2 separate regions of the Sus scrofa genome follow, and region 2 is linked to region 1. Evidence: chromatin contacts called from public Hi-C data. All regions are on one chromosome and are shown on one strand. Each heading gives the region's core, a stretch centred on a gene start, on an enhancer-like site or on the middle of the called end of the contact. The rest is flanking DNA. Distances are from core to core; before and after follow the strand shown.

The links. Hi-C and Micro-C count contacts between places; a contact is called where the count stands out from the background.
Region 2: a contact with region 1 is called in a Hi-C map of skeletal muscle, with 3 times the contacts expected there. The contact joins the enhancer-like site here to the promoter of CUX1 in region 1. A contact is called at or near these places in 5 of 5 promoter capture datasets (fetal liver, fetal skeletal muscle, liver and 1 more), 6 of 47 Hi-C or Micro-C datasets (brain, epiblast stem cells, retroperitoneal adipose tissue and 2 more) and 2 of 2 datasets of contacts at active chromatin or transcription factors (alveolar macrophages and skeletal muscle).

What each region holds. Positions count from the first base shown.
Region 1 is chr3:9,313,146-9,321,005 of Sscrofa11.1, reverse strand. CUX1 (protein CASP) reads right to left here and starts at 3,861. Exons shown (of 23, transcript XM_021086269.1): 1 at 3,616-3,861. The coding sequence starts at 3,678.
Region 2 is chr3:9,644,809-9,652,668 of Sscrofa11.1, reverse strand. The region is part of intron 14 of CUX1 (protein CASP); the gene reads right to left. It overlaps LOC110259891 (a long non-coding RNA gene), which reads left to right. Exons shown (of 2, transcript XR_002342310.1): 2 at 1-5,330. Among named protein-coding and RNA genes, the nearest start is that of SH2B2, 22 kb to the left of the region's middle. Within about 2 kb of position 3,663, at least 5 of the 83 cell types and tissues checked have an H3K27ac peak or open chromatin away from gene starts, as enhancers often do. A contact at or near this core is called in skeletal muscle, where this site is marked.

The DNA of each region.
Region 1 (7,860 bases), core at 2,612-5,111:
AGCAGCCCTGTGGAACCCCTCCGTTTTTTACTATTTTATCAAGGCTCCTAGAAGAGATACATGTCTTAATCAAAATAATATACTTTGTACAGGAACCAGTCCTGGACGGCTGGTAACATACCCTGGTCTGTAACAGGAGAATCCAAAACAAAAGCAACTAGAAAATGGACTTGGAGCAAAAACGAAGTTGTTTTCTTACTTTGAAAAAGAGGACAATGTTTAAAGATTACTTCTGCAGGGGAGCACCAGTCATCACTTGGGGCATCATGCCCCAGAGGGAAGCTGAGCCCTGGCAAAAAGCCACCCTAACATACAGAGTTACAGGAGCTGGTTTTAGAAAGTGCCCTCTTTCCAAATGTGTGTTTAAAAGGCAAATTTATACAATGGTGTTTTTCTTATTTAAAAAAAAAAAAAAAAAAAAAAAAAAAGCCTGGGTTTTTACAAGTCTGGGATAGGATAAAAACTTGTCCAACTAGTCTTAGCAAGGCCAGAGCAATGAAGCTCCCATGCCACAATACTTTGGGACTAAAAAGGAAACAAAATAGAGCTCAATCTTCAGAAACTCTCTTCCTGGGCACTCACTCCACGTCCCAAGACAGCTTCAAGCCTGACTGAGCAGAGGGACAGGAGTTCAGCTCCCAGAGGGTGGGGGGCACAAGCGCCTCATCTCACCTGAACCCGCCCAGACCCAGCCTCTGGACCCTCAGGGGGCAATGCTACGGCCCACCCTGGGCTCTGCAGGCAACCCGATCTCAGCGTAAGGGGCTGGGCAGAGAGGAGAAGAGTCAGAAACGAATGACTTCTCTCTTCTCAAACTGCAGTCCCATTGGCTCGCTTACTATCTGTGGGACCAGAGATGACGATAAACTAGGTATCAGCTCAAAAGGCCTCTTCAGGGCCCAGAGAAAGAAGCAGTTTAGCCTTCTGGAACTTTGGCATTCCACAGTCAACGGGAGGTTTTCAAAACTGCAATGAAGCGGCAATAGGAAACCATCTAAAGGACAAATCGTTACCTACCATCAAAAGCTAATCGCTGCTCAGGAAAGAGAACCATGTTCAGAAAAGCGATTTTTGCAACTCCAGATCAACCTCTCAAAGTTCACTCACATGAACTAACAGGGAATCTTTCAATGGAAACCTAAAGCTACATCCTTCAATGTCCTCAAGCTACCCTGAAGACTAATCACTAAGGGGGGGGGGGGGGCGGGTCGGGGGTGTCAAAGAGTTCATAAAATCTAATAACTCCCCAGAAACCAAACCCTGTTCCCAGGCAGTTTTGCCAAGATGCTTAAAAAAGAAACCGCTTTGGTGTTAAGCTACAATGTCACATTTAGGAAAACAAGAGAAAAAAAAAAATTAAGGTTTGTCTCTCAAAACTCCACAACGGGTTTTGCAGTAAGCACAGGAATTAAATTATGGTAAAAGGGAGCTATTTTTACTAAAACAGGGTAGACCAATTTATCAAAAATGCCATTCGGCTGTGTTCATTACATTCAGGAATCTAATTTACACAATAGACACTTTGGAGTAATCTATTTTAGTCAATAAACACTCAAACTCCTTTAAGTTTTAATCTTATCGGAAATACATATTTCACATAGTCTTCTTCCTAGTTAAGCGAAAAACTCGAAGAAATTTCATAACGACTATGAGTCTGCTTTATTGCTCTTACGTAGGCAAGAGCAGAAAACAAGCATATACAATTAAAGTTGTCAGCCTCCGTTTATATACGTTTTAATCCAACCCGCTTCATTTCATACAAGCCCGCATCTGGAGTTCATTTGCTTCGCTCCTCAAAGTACTGTAGGCCACTATCACCAGTCCCCTGGCTGGGAAAGTTCGCCCAAGGGTGCCTTCAAGCACACCTTAGAGTTGGGAGCAAGAGCCGTCCCTGGGGGTCGCTGAGGGCCCCTTCTGGGGCGCCAGGCCGCCCTGGGCCCTTGGAAACCACAGACATCCCCCCCACGCCCACCCCCACCCCCCACGGCCAGCGCTCCCGGAGCTTCTGGCCCACACGCCGCTCACCTTCAACTCGGCTTCGACTACGCACAACATCCACCTGGCAGAGTCCCGGGGCTGTCCAGGCGCCGCGAGCGCGGAGCTGGCAGGTCCCGGGCGGACCCCGAGGGCGCGCCGTTCCTCTGGATGAGGAATGGCAGGCAGGAACGCGCCCCCTGGGCACCGCAGCGGCTCGGGCGCCGGATGGGGAGCACCAGCATGAGCCCCCCTCGGCGCCCGGGGCTCGGCGCTCGGACCACAGCCCCGCACGCCACAGTCCAGCGGGGCCCCCGGGGCCCCCGGGGCTTTGCTTTCACGAGCCGGATCGGAGTAGGCATTTCGGAGTGGACCTGCCGCGCGCTCCATCGCGCCCGCGGACCCTACTGGGAGGGCAGGGCCCCGGAGGAGACGATCGGAGAGACGGGGGTGGGTCACTGGGGGCCGCGGGAGCCCCCGGGCGCGAGGCGAGGACCACCCGGAGAGGCGGCGGGGAGCAAGCGCCCCCGGCCCAGATAGACTGCGCGCCGGGGCGCAGAGCCGGGCCTCCACTCGGGGAAAGTTGTAGCCCTCCTCTGGCACACGCACCCCCGCCCGCGGGGCGCCCCGACCCCCAGGATCCACGCGCGGGGCGCCGGCCGCCCCCCGCAAGTTTCCCCAAAGCACCCCTACCCGGGCACCCGGCCCCGGAGGGCCGGTCCGCGCCGCTCCTGCAGGCACACAAAAGATAGGGGCTGCTGCGGGGTCTGCGGGTGGCCCCGGGGCGCCCGCCCGGACGTAAACAAACCCCGGGCTCCGCGCTGGGAGCCCCACGCCGCACGCGGGAGCGGCGGCGCAGTCCCGGCCGGCTGACAGCCGGGGGCGGCGGCCCGGGCCCGGGCCGGCCGGGGCCGGGGAGCGCGGACGCCCGCCCGCCCGGCCACCCGCCCGCCTGGCCGGAGCCGGGCCGCGCCGCCGCCGCCGCCGCCGCCGGTGGCCGCTCTGACCCTCCCCCGAGCCGGCGGCACCACAGCGCCACCAGCCCCAGCTCCGCCGCGCCGGCGGCAGTGGCGGCGGCGGCTCCTCCTGGAGAGGCAGGCGCTTCACCCCCACAGCAACTCCCCACAAACTTTCCCGGGGAATACGGCGGGCCGGGGGCGCGGGGCGCGCGGCCGGGCGCCGCCGCCGGGCCGCAGCCCCCTCCCGGCGCAGCGCCCGCCGCCGCCGCCGCCCGCCGCAGCCCGCTCCCCGCTCGCGCGCGCACCCCGCGGGCCGCCGGGGCCGCCCCCTCCCCGGTCCCGCGGCGGCGGCGGCGGCGGTGGCGGCGGCGGCGCAGGGCCGGGGGGGCGCCCGGGGTGGGGGCCGACACCGGGGGCAGCGGTGGCGGCGGCGGCTCCCGGCGCCATCTTGGGCTGATCGATGAATTGAACAAAGAGGATCAATTTCCGATCAAGCGAGTTATCAATGGGGGCCGGGGAGCGAGAGGGACTTGTCCCCGACTCGGCCCCGCTTTCCCCGGCACCCCCCTCCTCCCCGCCGCCGCGGCCCCCCGGCGGCCGGGCAGCCCGGGGCCCCGGGGGAGGCCGCGACCGCCCGCAGCCCCCACCCCCGGGCGAGAGGCCGAGCGAGGAGAAGCCTGACCTGCAGCTGCTGTAAATCAAAGCGCTTCCAATATTGAAACATCGATCCCACATTGGCCGCCATCTTGAGACATATTGAGACGGAGTGAGAGGCTGATAGAGAGGGGGCTGGAGTTCAGGAGCCGCCAGGAGGCAGCAGGCGGGCGGCGCCAAAACCCGGCCTGGAGCCGGCCGCCGCCGCCGCCACGGAGGACGCGGACTCCTCCTCACGGCGCCGCCGCAGCCATGGCGAGCCCGAGCCGGAGCCGGAGTCGGAGCCCGAGGGCGCGGCGGCCGCCGCCGGGCCTCCCGCGCGCGGCCCCTGCCCGCTCCCGCCGGCGCCCGCCGCCAGGCCCGCGACCCCCGCCCCTCCGAGCCCCCCGGCCCGCGCGGGCGGCGGCTGCCGGCCCGGCCCCGAGGGGGCGCTGGAGGGCGGCGGGAGGGGCGCCCCGGGCCCCCGCGGGAGGCCCCGGGCCCGGCTCACCTGGGGCGGTTTTCGGGCGCCCGGGGGTCGCGGTCGCCGGCGGCCCTCGGCTGGGAGCGGGCGGCCGTTGGCTGCGGGCGCCGGCGCCGCGCCGCTTTCGCCCGCTCTTCCGCGGGGCACGGAGCGCGCGGAGCCGCCGCGACCACCTGCCCGAGCCCAGACCCCGCACAGACCCGGCCCACCGCTGCGGCGCGGGTGCGAGGCGCGCTGGCCGGCCGCTGCCGCCCACCCTCTCCCCGAGCCCCAGCCGGACTCAGAGACCGAGCCAGCCTGGAACGGCCTTTCATGTTGGGGGCACTGGAGCCGGGGGAACGCAGCCCTGACCCCCGTGTCGCTGCACACGTTAATTTTCCGCACAGTGGCCGCGCGGTCCCCGCGCCGCGCCGCACCGCACCCCCGGCGGCCAGGGGGTCTGAATGGCCCCTATCTGCTCGATTTGCGCCAGCTTAGGACAGGACAGGAAAAGTCCTGGAGCCCAGTTCTGTATCCCCCCCGCACCGCTTCAGCGGAACAGCCCTAGAAACTTCCTGTAGTTCACACACAGCGATTTGGGTGCCCAACTTGGAAAGTGTGGGTACGCTTATAACAAAAAGCACGGTCCCTAGTTTGCAGAAATACTAAAATACAAACCCCAAAGTCAATTCTCTTTTGAGATCTTTCTTCGCAGAAACCTGGCAAAAAGCACACACTTTATGATCTCATTTTTAATTGATTATACACACGTGTGAGTTTGAGTTTGCAGTAGGAATAGCGTACTTTTATCCTCCCGAACTTCATTTACCGTGTAATTAGTTAAAACAAATCCCCAAATTCCTTAATCTTAAAAATTATATGTCAATAAAAGCTGTATGGAATACAAAATAAAACATGTTCGTGGGGGTATACAATTGCTTTTCAACTGAGTTGGAGGATTTAACGCCGATCGTTGTAAATTCAGCATTTCTGACTGAAGGGACTAGAAATGAAAGTCCCGAAGAATTGGAGAACACATGTGCCCCTAGGTCTCACACTGGCGACCAGGCGCTTCGGTTTCGACAACGCTCGCCTCCCTAGGTCCGAAGGGGTGGGGGTGTTCCCTGGGCGTCCCGGCGGCAGCCGGGACCCGCAGCAGGGGCAGGAAGCAGGTGGGTGGGAGCGCGCGGGCGCCGGGAGCCTTGGTCCCAGAAGCAGTGACACGGCGCCAGGAAGGGCACTCCCGACCCAGGGACGCTGAAGGCGGCCTCGGTGTGGGGCGCCCGAGCCCGCGCGCGCCGTCGGCCGGCGGCCGCGCTGCAGCTCGGACCGCTGCGCCCGGTAGAGGGCAGCGGAGCCCCGACACTCGCGTCCTCGGGCCCCTGCGCACGTGCCCACCCGCGCGCCCCGCGCCTGGCCACGCCCCGTCCCAGAGCCTGGCCCCTGGCGGGAAACGGCATTGCCACCCGTGGCGATTCCTGTCCCGACGAAATGCCACATCTAAAGGTTCCTCCCCTATCCCGCAGTTGAGGGTACGTCTGCCCTCCTCTCCTATTTGTGAGGTGGCAAGGCACGCGAGACCTCAGAATTGCCCTAAAGGGGACTAGGCAAATAAAATGTGCAGGGGCTTAAAAAAAAAAAAAAAAATCCCTCCCGTGGGGGAGGCTCAAGGAAGGATCAGGGAAATGGTTTGGATTTGGTGCAGATGTTCTCAATCTAATTATCGTGTGGATCCCCTGGGTTTGAACCAAAAAAGTGAAATATATATGACCTGTGTAATACTCCAGAAATACATCTGGTTGGAATTCAGGGTTCTGAATCCACGGCAATATTTCAGAAAGAAAAGTGGATGAGTATCAAATGCCCTTGTTACATTTCTGGTTATATTTACATTATTTACCTGCTAACTGGACTTAGTAGAAAAACACTGCATTGAATGGTCCAGAGCTTAAGCTCTAGTTAAATAAAATTTAGATTTCTTCTACCAAAGTTTTGAGTTATACAAGGCTTATTGCTCTCTACAAGCGGGGGAGAAAACTTTCCAATAACTTTGCCAGCACCACAAAATGTGACCAATTTAAAGGAAAAGTTCTCCAGGTAAACCACTGATCAAAAACTTAGTGGACTGAAATAATCAGCAGAGACCTAAAAAACTTTTTAAAGTACATTTTATTCTTCTTAGAACAGAGTAAGAACAATTTATATCTATTTCAAGAGGCTGTTTGCTTTCAAGACTGACTTTCAGCCTCCCCATAGTAGGTCAAGAGCCTCCGGGGACATTCAAATATAGTGGATCCCTATAAGCTGTGTATTGTATAAAATATTTAGAAAATGGAAAGGTTTTAGGACCTAGATCCCTATTAGCATCTACAAAGACAATGGAATAACGGCTATAAGCAGCCAGAATAAAGAGTGAGACAGAGGCAGTTTAGCAAGATAACTGGCCCAGGAACCAAGAAGAAGCCCCTTGACGTGAAAATGCTATATTACTCAGAATGAAGCACAAGAGAAACAATCCAGAGACGCTGTTTGCACTTTTTGACATTCAGGCTCTCCCTTTAGGGAAAGAAAGCTCCTAGTTCCGAGTACATAACAAATCCTCCTTCCTAGTCTTTCAGAAATCCAGCCCCAAGTAATCAGAGGGGGGACTGACCAAAATGATGTTTGTTCCTGACCTTCAAATAAGCACCTTTTGGCACCAAATCAGACAGACAAATATGAGTCTAGAATGCCTAAATTTCCTTACTGACCCATTTTATTTTGCCTAAGAAAAAATTCAGTGGCCATACTGGGGATGTGATGATACTGAGAAATGTACTTTAGGAAACCCTGCAAAGCACCTTCCGAGGTTCACACTTTTCCTACCCTCCCGTCTCCCGACATCTACACAGAGTTGATTGAATCAGTTCAGATGAAAATTGGCAAATTCTCTAAAACGCCATATGGGTTGATTATTACTAAATTGGTCCTCCTTTGATAGCCCCAAGAAAGGAAAATATATTACCCTGTTTCTTAAAGATTCTAATTTCGTAATCGTTCTGATATAGTTAACCTAATTCCTTGAAGGGATTAATCATCAAGAATTTCTTCCAAACCGAAAAATGTCTTACAATGTAGGGCATTATCAAAAAAAAAAAAAAAAAAAAAGCCATTCTCTTTCTCTCTCACAAGAGCTCTACGTTCTAAGATCTTATTTATAATAAACTCATAAAACCAAGCTTAGGTTTCACCTAGAAACTATCTCCAGCAAAAGACAGGAGAATAGTTTTTAACCCAACTCTAAGAATAATGAAAAAAAATAAAAAATCTTCTGTCCTATGGGATATGCTTAAAAAGAAAACTCAAGAGATTCATTCTAAAACATTAATTCACTTTCTGAATATTTTCGCAACCAAATTAGAACTGGTTTGAATAGTTCCCAACAAGAAATATCTCAGATAACCAGAGACACTACATAATGCTAAATATTTCATTGTAATTTATTCACAAGCAAACATAAAGACATGCCTACTTTTCGATACCTGGTAAAAAACGATTCATACTCCGAATAAGTCTTACGAGAATCTCAGTTTTGCAAATATGGAAGTGGAAAATTACATCTAGTTTAATTACATTGAATTTGCAAATGTTTTAAATTTAGGAATACCTAAAGCCAGACAGAAGTATTGAGAGACTTGAAAATTGAAAAGGCCTTTTCCTTAAATCAAAAGATTATGAATAACAGAGGGAAATTACACTGCCTTCCTTGTGTCTTTGGCGACAGTCTTCCAGAACAATTTGGCATGGACCATTGGAATAAATGAAAGGAAGATTCCAGATTCTTCTTTTTTT
Region 2 (7,860 bases), core at 2,414-4,913, 330 kb before region 1:
AAGAGCGAGGTCTTACTCAGTGGAAAGGGACGCGGGGGACACCACCTCGTCTGCTCGCTTTGTCCCGCTTTTCGGACAGGCTATTTGCAAATGCCTGCAGAATGTTGAACGGATCCTCACGTCTCCAAAATGCACAGCATTTTCTGAGGGGGTCTCAGTGGGTGGGACCCGAGAGGCCCGTTTTCTCAAGGGAAGAGGCAGAAAACGGTTCCAGAGGGAGAGAGAGAGGGAGAGAGAGAGAGAGAGAGAGAAATGCATAGACTACTTCGAGGGAGATGAAAACCTTTGGGGGGAGGGGACGGGGGCTCTTATTTCACCGGAGGCCTTTCTTTCCAAGACGACAGCGTCGGACCCGACACGATGGCAGAGGAGGGAAGAGTCAGGCCCGGAAAGCGAGGCAGGGGTTGGGGGGCCCCCGAGGGAGCTCCAGCTCCGGGGCGGCGGGGCCTGGCCTCGGCCCTCACACCCGAGGAGCAAGCCAGCAGGTGCCCCTGGCCTCAGCCCCCGCCCCACGGAGCCACGTCCACGGGACCCGGCAAGGGGCGGGGGTCCTCCAGCCAAAACCTGACGAAGAACCGCGGTTGTTCCACGAGATGATCTGGACCGACTTTGTGGCCCGGAAAAACAACGACAGCAACGAAAGCCAACTGGAGCTCGTCAGCTCGCAGGAGCCTCGCCAGAAACCACGTCGAGCGGCAGGCGGGCCTGAGCGGGGCTCCCGACGCGGCATGAACCCAGAAGTCTTACCAGAGGCTCTAGGAGGCTTTGGGGGAACTGAACTCGGCTTTCTCTGAGTCTCCCCTGCAGCCCCGCCCACGAGTGTCCTGCAACCCGGCCCCTCCTCACACTGGTAGGTTTTGTCACTGCTGGGCATCGACTCTCTCGCTCTGACACGTTAGCCACGTGGAGACCACCCGTTGCCGCGCGGCTCCTCGGGAGACACTGCTTCTGCTGGAGACGCCCCCTCTGCACGCCCCGCGCCCCCCGCCCCAGGCCCTTGGGTGGTTTGGGGCGGGGGAGGGCTGGAGGCAGAAGACAGTCACCACTGGAGTGAGAGCAAAAAGCATTCATAAAAACAACAACAACACACAGAACAACAACACACTCCTGATACGTACTTAAATGATCAACCTAATAATAAATAGAAGAGGATAGAATTTCTTTTTTTTTTTTTTCCCCTCAAGGAAACATCCTTTTATAATTACCCTCTCGCACGCTGGCGGGTCAGTAGCAGTCAATCCATCTCAACGAGGAACGCTAAGGGCTGGAAGGGGATGGCGGTGGTCTTGCCCTCGGGAGGGTTCTCAGCGGCTGGGTCGCAGACTGCCCCTCCCTGCCCACCTGCCACCCAGCCAGCAGTTCTGGGGGGCGCCCGTGGGCCCTACACACGGAGCCTGGGGGTCAGCAAGAGGCAGGCTGAGATGCGTGGCGGCGGCGGCGGCGGTGGCGACGGTGGCGGCGGGCGGGGGTGGGGGGGAGGCGGTGGAGGGAGGCCTGTTTTCCCATCAGTTCGTGAACAAACGGAACTACAGTGAACAAACTCATTCTACGCATCCACAACCTGAATCGTCCTGGTCTAAAGCTTACTTTGAGTTCATTTGGTGTGCAATACATTATCTCTTAAAAAGAAGGAAAATGATTTCTATTGCACAGAGCTTTTACACATAATCCTCTATTTAAGTGCTTTCTGTTTAAAGCAAACTACGAACAAAGGAAAAAAGAAGCGGGGGGGGGGGGGCGGGAGGAGAAAAAATGAAAAAGGAGAAGAAAGGAAGCATAAAACAAAAGCAGCCCCGTGCCACTTCAATGCATCTTGCTGACTGGCGTCTGGTTTCACCAGCGGAAGCCCCAATGCTTCTGTACACACTGTGCTTCTGATTATTTTCCATAGGGATGTAGCCGTGACATTGGGATATAAGGCACCTTTCCTTTCTGATCACAGAAAGCTTGATACATAGCATATAGCACATTTTGTGGTAGAAATTAAAGCCTAAACACTACAGAAATTACAGTCACGCAGCCTATGCATTTTAACATTATTGGATAAACTAAAATGATCCAGGAAAAGCAACTCAAAGGTATTTTAAACGTTTAATAACGGGGATGGGGAAGTGGACATTTATGCCTAGCCTAATGTCTTTAAAAAAATTTTTTTTTAAGTTTAAAATTTTTTTTTTTTTTTTATAGGTTCTTCACCTGCCATGCCCAACTTTTAAAGTTAGCATTCTGGAGGAGACTAGGCGCTTTGGAAATGTCTTGTTAAAGCTAAATGTCACTTCATCCAAAAATGAAAACAGGGAGGAGGCCACTGTCAGTGCGTACGTCTCTTTGGAGGGGAGGTGGGGATGGAGGCGGGTGGTCGGGCCTGGGCCGGTGGGGGCAGGTCCGGCCAGGGGACCCACAGGGAGGTGGGCGGAAATCCTATTTCCTTCTCCCTGACCAGGGGTGAGGTCCCCGGGCTGCCGGGGCTGCCAGAGTAGGGCAGACTCTGGGGCAGGGCTCATTTCATGCTCGGCCCGCCGCGCCCCGCACCCCTCCTCTGCCACCTCCAGCCTCCGTGCAACCCGAGTGCTCTGGCCTCGGCGCTCAGTACATCTCTCAAGAGTCTCGCAGGCTGGACCTTCTCAGCACTCTAACTGGGAACTTGCTTTCCCTTCTTGTCCCGGTAGTTTTCATCTACGAAAAGGCAGAAACGGACGGGCATGGTAGTGGGAGAGGGGCCCATCCCCTTAGCAAGCAGGTATGCTGGCCAGGCCGACAGTCAGCGCACTGGGGACTAGACATACATCACGTCGGGATCCCAGGCCAGCTCTTACTGCTTGCGACAGGAGCTGGACTGGGTTCAAGAAGGCTCCCCGCGCGCCATCAAGGCCCAAGCGGCACGATTTCCACACGCGGGGTCCTTCCCGATTCCTCTCATTTGGACACCAGCGTGGGTGGCCCCACATCCACCCAGCAGCCCCGGGAGCTGCTCTTCTTCGGCTCGGTGTGGAAAGCGGCCTATATAGTTTTAGGGAGAAAGGGTCACGTGACCAAAGACCATACATGTGGGCTGGAGAAGGCCGGATCCTCTCCTGTCCCTGGGATGCTTCTCACAGAAGGGCTGAAATGACAACGTCCCAGGGCCAGAGATGACAGAGTCCCCCCCGTGCCGGGAAGGAATCCCAGGGAAGTGTCCTCAGAGGGCCGCCGAGGGGCAGCCCAGGGCAGGGAGAGGGCTGTGACGGACCGAAACAGCTGGACAGGAATGGCCAGAGGGCACAGGCAGGCCCAAGGCGAGACGCTCCGAGGCGCGAGGCCGCGCCTGCCTGCAAAGGAAACAGCTGTGAGAGTTTCAGGAACAGGTGGAAGCCAAGAGAAAAGTCCGTGGGCCTCGCGGGGCACAGCTGTGTCACAAAAAAGGGAAGCCACCTGCCCACCAGGCCAAGAGATGCTCACAGACACCAGGCTTCTAGATTTTTCGCTTCCCCAATCTCACTTGCCTGACAGCTCTGGGGGGCGAGGGGTAAGGTCTCGCGGGAGCATGCTCAGTGAGGTAGAAGGGGACAGATGAGGATGACACCCGGGGGGGAGCCGAACGCCCAGCCTGAAGGGGTGCGGCTACCAGCCCACCACGCTCGCCACGCATGCACGCCGGGACCTCGCCTGCTCCGTCTCCCGCCAGCTGGCTCGCTGGCCTCAGAGGGCAGCGGCTTGCGCCGGCTAAGGGCAGAGTCTTGTTTTTAGAGCCAGTCCAGAGGTGCCTGCCAAAGTGCATTTAAGGTGAAGGCTGTTGTCCCCCAGCTCAAGACCTACAGCCCCTGTCACTGTCTCACTTTGTGCTAATCCCAGAAGGACATGTGTTCTGTTCCCCTGGCTCCTCTGCTGTTTGCAGGGAGGTCTGTTCTACAGTCAGAGGAATGAAAAACATTGCATAGAAAGTCAATAGAGTTCGCTGATCACCCCTGCGTGAAAGGAGGTGAGTTCAGGGGGGACAGAGACGTCTGGTCCCACGTGAGCCAGGAAGGTACCTGCCTGCAGATGGGACCGTCTGGGGACTCTCAGCTCAATCTCTTAGGACAGGACTGCTGGGTGACCTTAGGGTAGTCAGATGCCAGAGCGTGCGTAAAACCTGTCCTGCGCTTGGCCTGCTCCGGGCTGCAGGGCTGGTGTGGCCCCGGGTGGGGGAGGCCTTTGGGTGTTTCCTTCCTCCTGGGGCTGCTGGCTGGGCCTGGGAGGGTCTCTCACTGCTGGCGGCAGGGGGCACAGAGGAACATGTCCCCCAAAGCCCTGCTGTACTCTGGATCTGGACCACCGACCAGCATGTCTGGCTTTTCAATGGGGGAGAAAAACGAAGCTGCGCACAGGAGGGCGATGAGCAGGGAGGCACCTGTGCGTTGGAAGTGTAGGGAAACGGTTCGAGAGAGGTCATGGCTGGTTAGCCTGCGGCCTCAGTCACTTTCCCAGACTTGGTGGCCCTGGCCTGAGAGCAGTCACACGAGTCAAGATCCTGCCATTTCCTGGAGCTTCCTTCCAAATCTGCCGACCCTGAGCCACCGTGTCTCGTGATGTGCTTCAGCGGGGTGGGCTCGGCGAAACACCGAGCGGAGCTACAGGGCTGTGATAATCCTTGCTAAACAAGGGCGCGCTGGTAGGCAGACATCACAGACATCTCGACCCAGAAGTTCAAGGGGAGAGGTCCTCTGGGAGCCAGGTGGCACGAGTGAGCGGGCGCGGGTCTAGGACAGAACCCACACCCCTTCCATCTGAGACGCCCCGTGGGGACGTGAGCAGGAGCCAAGGGTCAAGAGGCTGAAGGCGGACACTCGCTGCACGCTGAACCTCCACTGAGCCGGCTAAGCAATGGCAAAAACCTGAAGTTAGGAACACTGCCTCCAATTAACCAAAAGAAGCCATTTAAGATGGTTATAATGGAGCTTGTAATTAAGTGTTAGTGTTTTCTACGGAACCGTTTTCCCCAGGGGAGAGGTACAAATCAGCTTTTTAAACTGGTGGAGCGTAAAGAGGAAGGGGGCAGCTGCCTGTGGGAGCTACTGCTTGGAACGCCAGCCAGCTGAAGGTAAACCCCGCGGAGAGGACGCTGTTCAAGGCACTTGAATATTGCTTATCAAGATGAAAGATCAACCCTTGGACTCAAGCTGAGGGGCACAAAGAGGAGGGGCCCGCTCCCCCCTCCAGGTTCCTGTTAGTTAGTGGCAGCTCTTCAGAGTATGACAGATAGCGATAGATAGCTTAACACAAGAGATCATAGGGTTGGGATCGCCATTAAAAAAAAAAAATAAATAGAGAAAAAATACGAACATGGAACTGCAAGCAAACTTGAACCAACTGATTGTATCGAGCACCCAGATGTTACGTCTGGCCACAGAGATAGAATGGAAATCAACAGTACCCTAGTTAAAGAAACCGAAACCAACAAAAATGACGAAACTGCCTGGAAGAGCCAAGGCGGCTGTTTTAGACGTTACTATTTGGCCACTAGGATGGACAGATTTAGACTTTTTCAATTTCCTCCGATTTAACACCTTAGTAAATAACAGTCATGCCTTTCAAACGAAAACGCTACCCTAGTCTGCCCTGCTAGCGCCCTGCTTTGCGTCTAATGAAAGCCAGGTATTTGGAGATTCATCACACGCGATGACCACACATTCCTCCTCGAGGTTCTCGTGGAGAGGACACCACAGTCCTGCCAGGGGCTCTGCTACTCACTGTCCTGAGGGGCACAAATGCCAACTCTGCTCAGTGCACCTGAATTCAGCCAGATGTGAATCCGGTTTCCCCTTAAGCTCCTCCGTTTTGAATTCTCTGCTCACTGAACCAGATTTCAAGTTCAGAGGTGATATGCAACCATCAAAAGACAAACGGCCTGCCTCCCAGCCTCCTAGAGCCTTCTGAAAACTTCTCATTCATGAAAAGGCATTGTCTTTAGTGTAGTGACTCTTAAGTTTGTGAAAACTTGAACTAAGTGCTGCAGTCGCAGGTTAAAAAGACTGTAAATGAAATACATAATTTCTAAAACATCATGCAAGAAATGTGGTTTCACATCTTACAAAGTCCTACAAGTTAATTAATACAAGCACACTGAGGTGTAATAGCGGGAGCATACCTTTAAAATTAGAACTCCCTCCCACCCCCCCAAATCAAAAAAAAGGTAATATTAATTAAACTTAAGAAATAATGAATGCACCATTAAAATGTCATCCAAAGATGTTGACCTAAGACAAAGGTTTCAATGATACACAATACGGTCAAAAAGTTTTCAATCAGTAATATACAGTATGACAACTACATCTTGTAAATTATACCCAATACTGCCGGCAGTCTATCCCTCTAAAGAATATTTGCCCCTTTCATCCCTTCCTAACAATCAGATAATAAAATACAGCACCTATAAATAAGCAAAAAAAAATATATATATATACCGAAATCATCTATTGTTAGTTTAAAGATATGGCAATAAAGGAGTCTAAATTAGCAAACTTGTAGAAGCCATAACTGATAAAACAGCTTATTGAAAAAAGGTGGCAGTAATGCACTCTATGTGTGCACAGGTACTTAAGAAAATACACAGACGTATAAAATTGCACACACGCACACACGCACACTCTCATCCACCTCTGTTCTCACGCATATACACATAGACGACAGGAGGAATCAGAGACAAGTTAGACTTTTGATTTGTACTTCGACTGCCCTAAACTGTGCAGAAAAGAACGTTCCAAGAGGCGAAATGGATGGAGGGCCAATGGTCTAGTCTGGAAGGGAAGAGCATCGACGTTTTGGTGTGAGTTTGGGCATCTCTACGGGGGTGGGAGCCGAGCCCAGACTGCCACGTTCTCTCTTCTGCAGGGAAGGAAGGAGGCTTCCCACGACGTCAACAGTCATCAGTGCTTGTGGTGGGAAGAAAGGGAGAGAGAGAGAGAGGGAGAGGGAGAGAGAGAGAGAGAGTGCTCGTGAGCCCTGCCCAGGCCCAGGGAGTGGCGTCCCCTGGTGGGGCTCAGTCCATCAGGCGCCCGGGAGAGTGGTGTGAGGTGTGGTGCCTTCTGTGTCACGGAAAGACTGCTGCCTACGAGGGGCGAGGGGCGGGCCCCAGAAATGCCTGCGGCGACCTTCGCGGCCTACTCTTTCCTCCTTCCTTTCAACGCTCGCACGTGTGCAGACACACTAACACAGACGTAAGACACCATAAATTAAACAAAATGAACGGGTACATGCTACAGTTCTAACTTGTCTCCTACACCTCCGAGATATGAGGTCTGATCAGCGTGCTCTGCGGTTAGAGGTTAAAAAGCAGATTATAAAATACCTAGATTCGGATCTTTCCTTTTTGTCCTGATTTGGCCTAGAATGGAGTGTATTAAACAAACCCTGGTCAGCAAAAGCCCAGAGTCAGTTAAAGCTATGGATCAATGTGCACTACATGTCAGGAGTCTATTCACGTACAAGAAAACACTACGTCAGCTACCACAAAATCAGATATTTTCCTGATGTGACTTTTCTTTTTTGTTAAAAAATATGTGGAGTAAATGTGTTTTACTTTTAATTCAAAGTTTCAAAGGAGAAGATTCTTTACTTGAAAATATTTAGGAATCCAAACTAGTGTGTTTAGAGTCGGTTTGACTGTGCAATCTCTTAGTGGCAACTGAACAGCTACAAAAACTTTCTTTTTAAATTTTTCTGAAAAATCCCCCCCCCCTTTTTTCCTGGTTTAAGAAGATAATAGTGTATTATCGCTCTGAAGCCATTAGATGGCAGATAAAAAGCCCCCTTTTAATATGTGGGTTTGATTTTTTTTTTTTTTTAAAGCCCACACCAAAGAGGAGGGCGCAAGGCAAAGCTGTAAGAGTTATTCCAGAACCT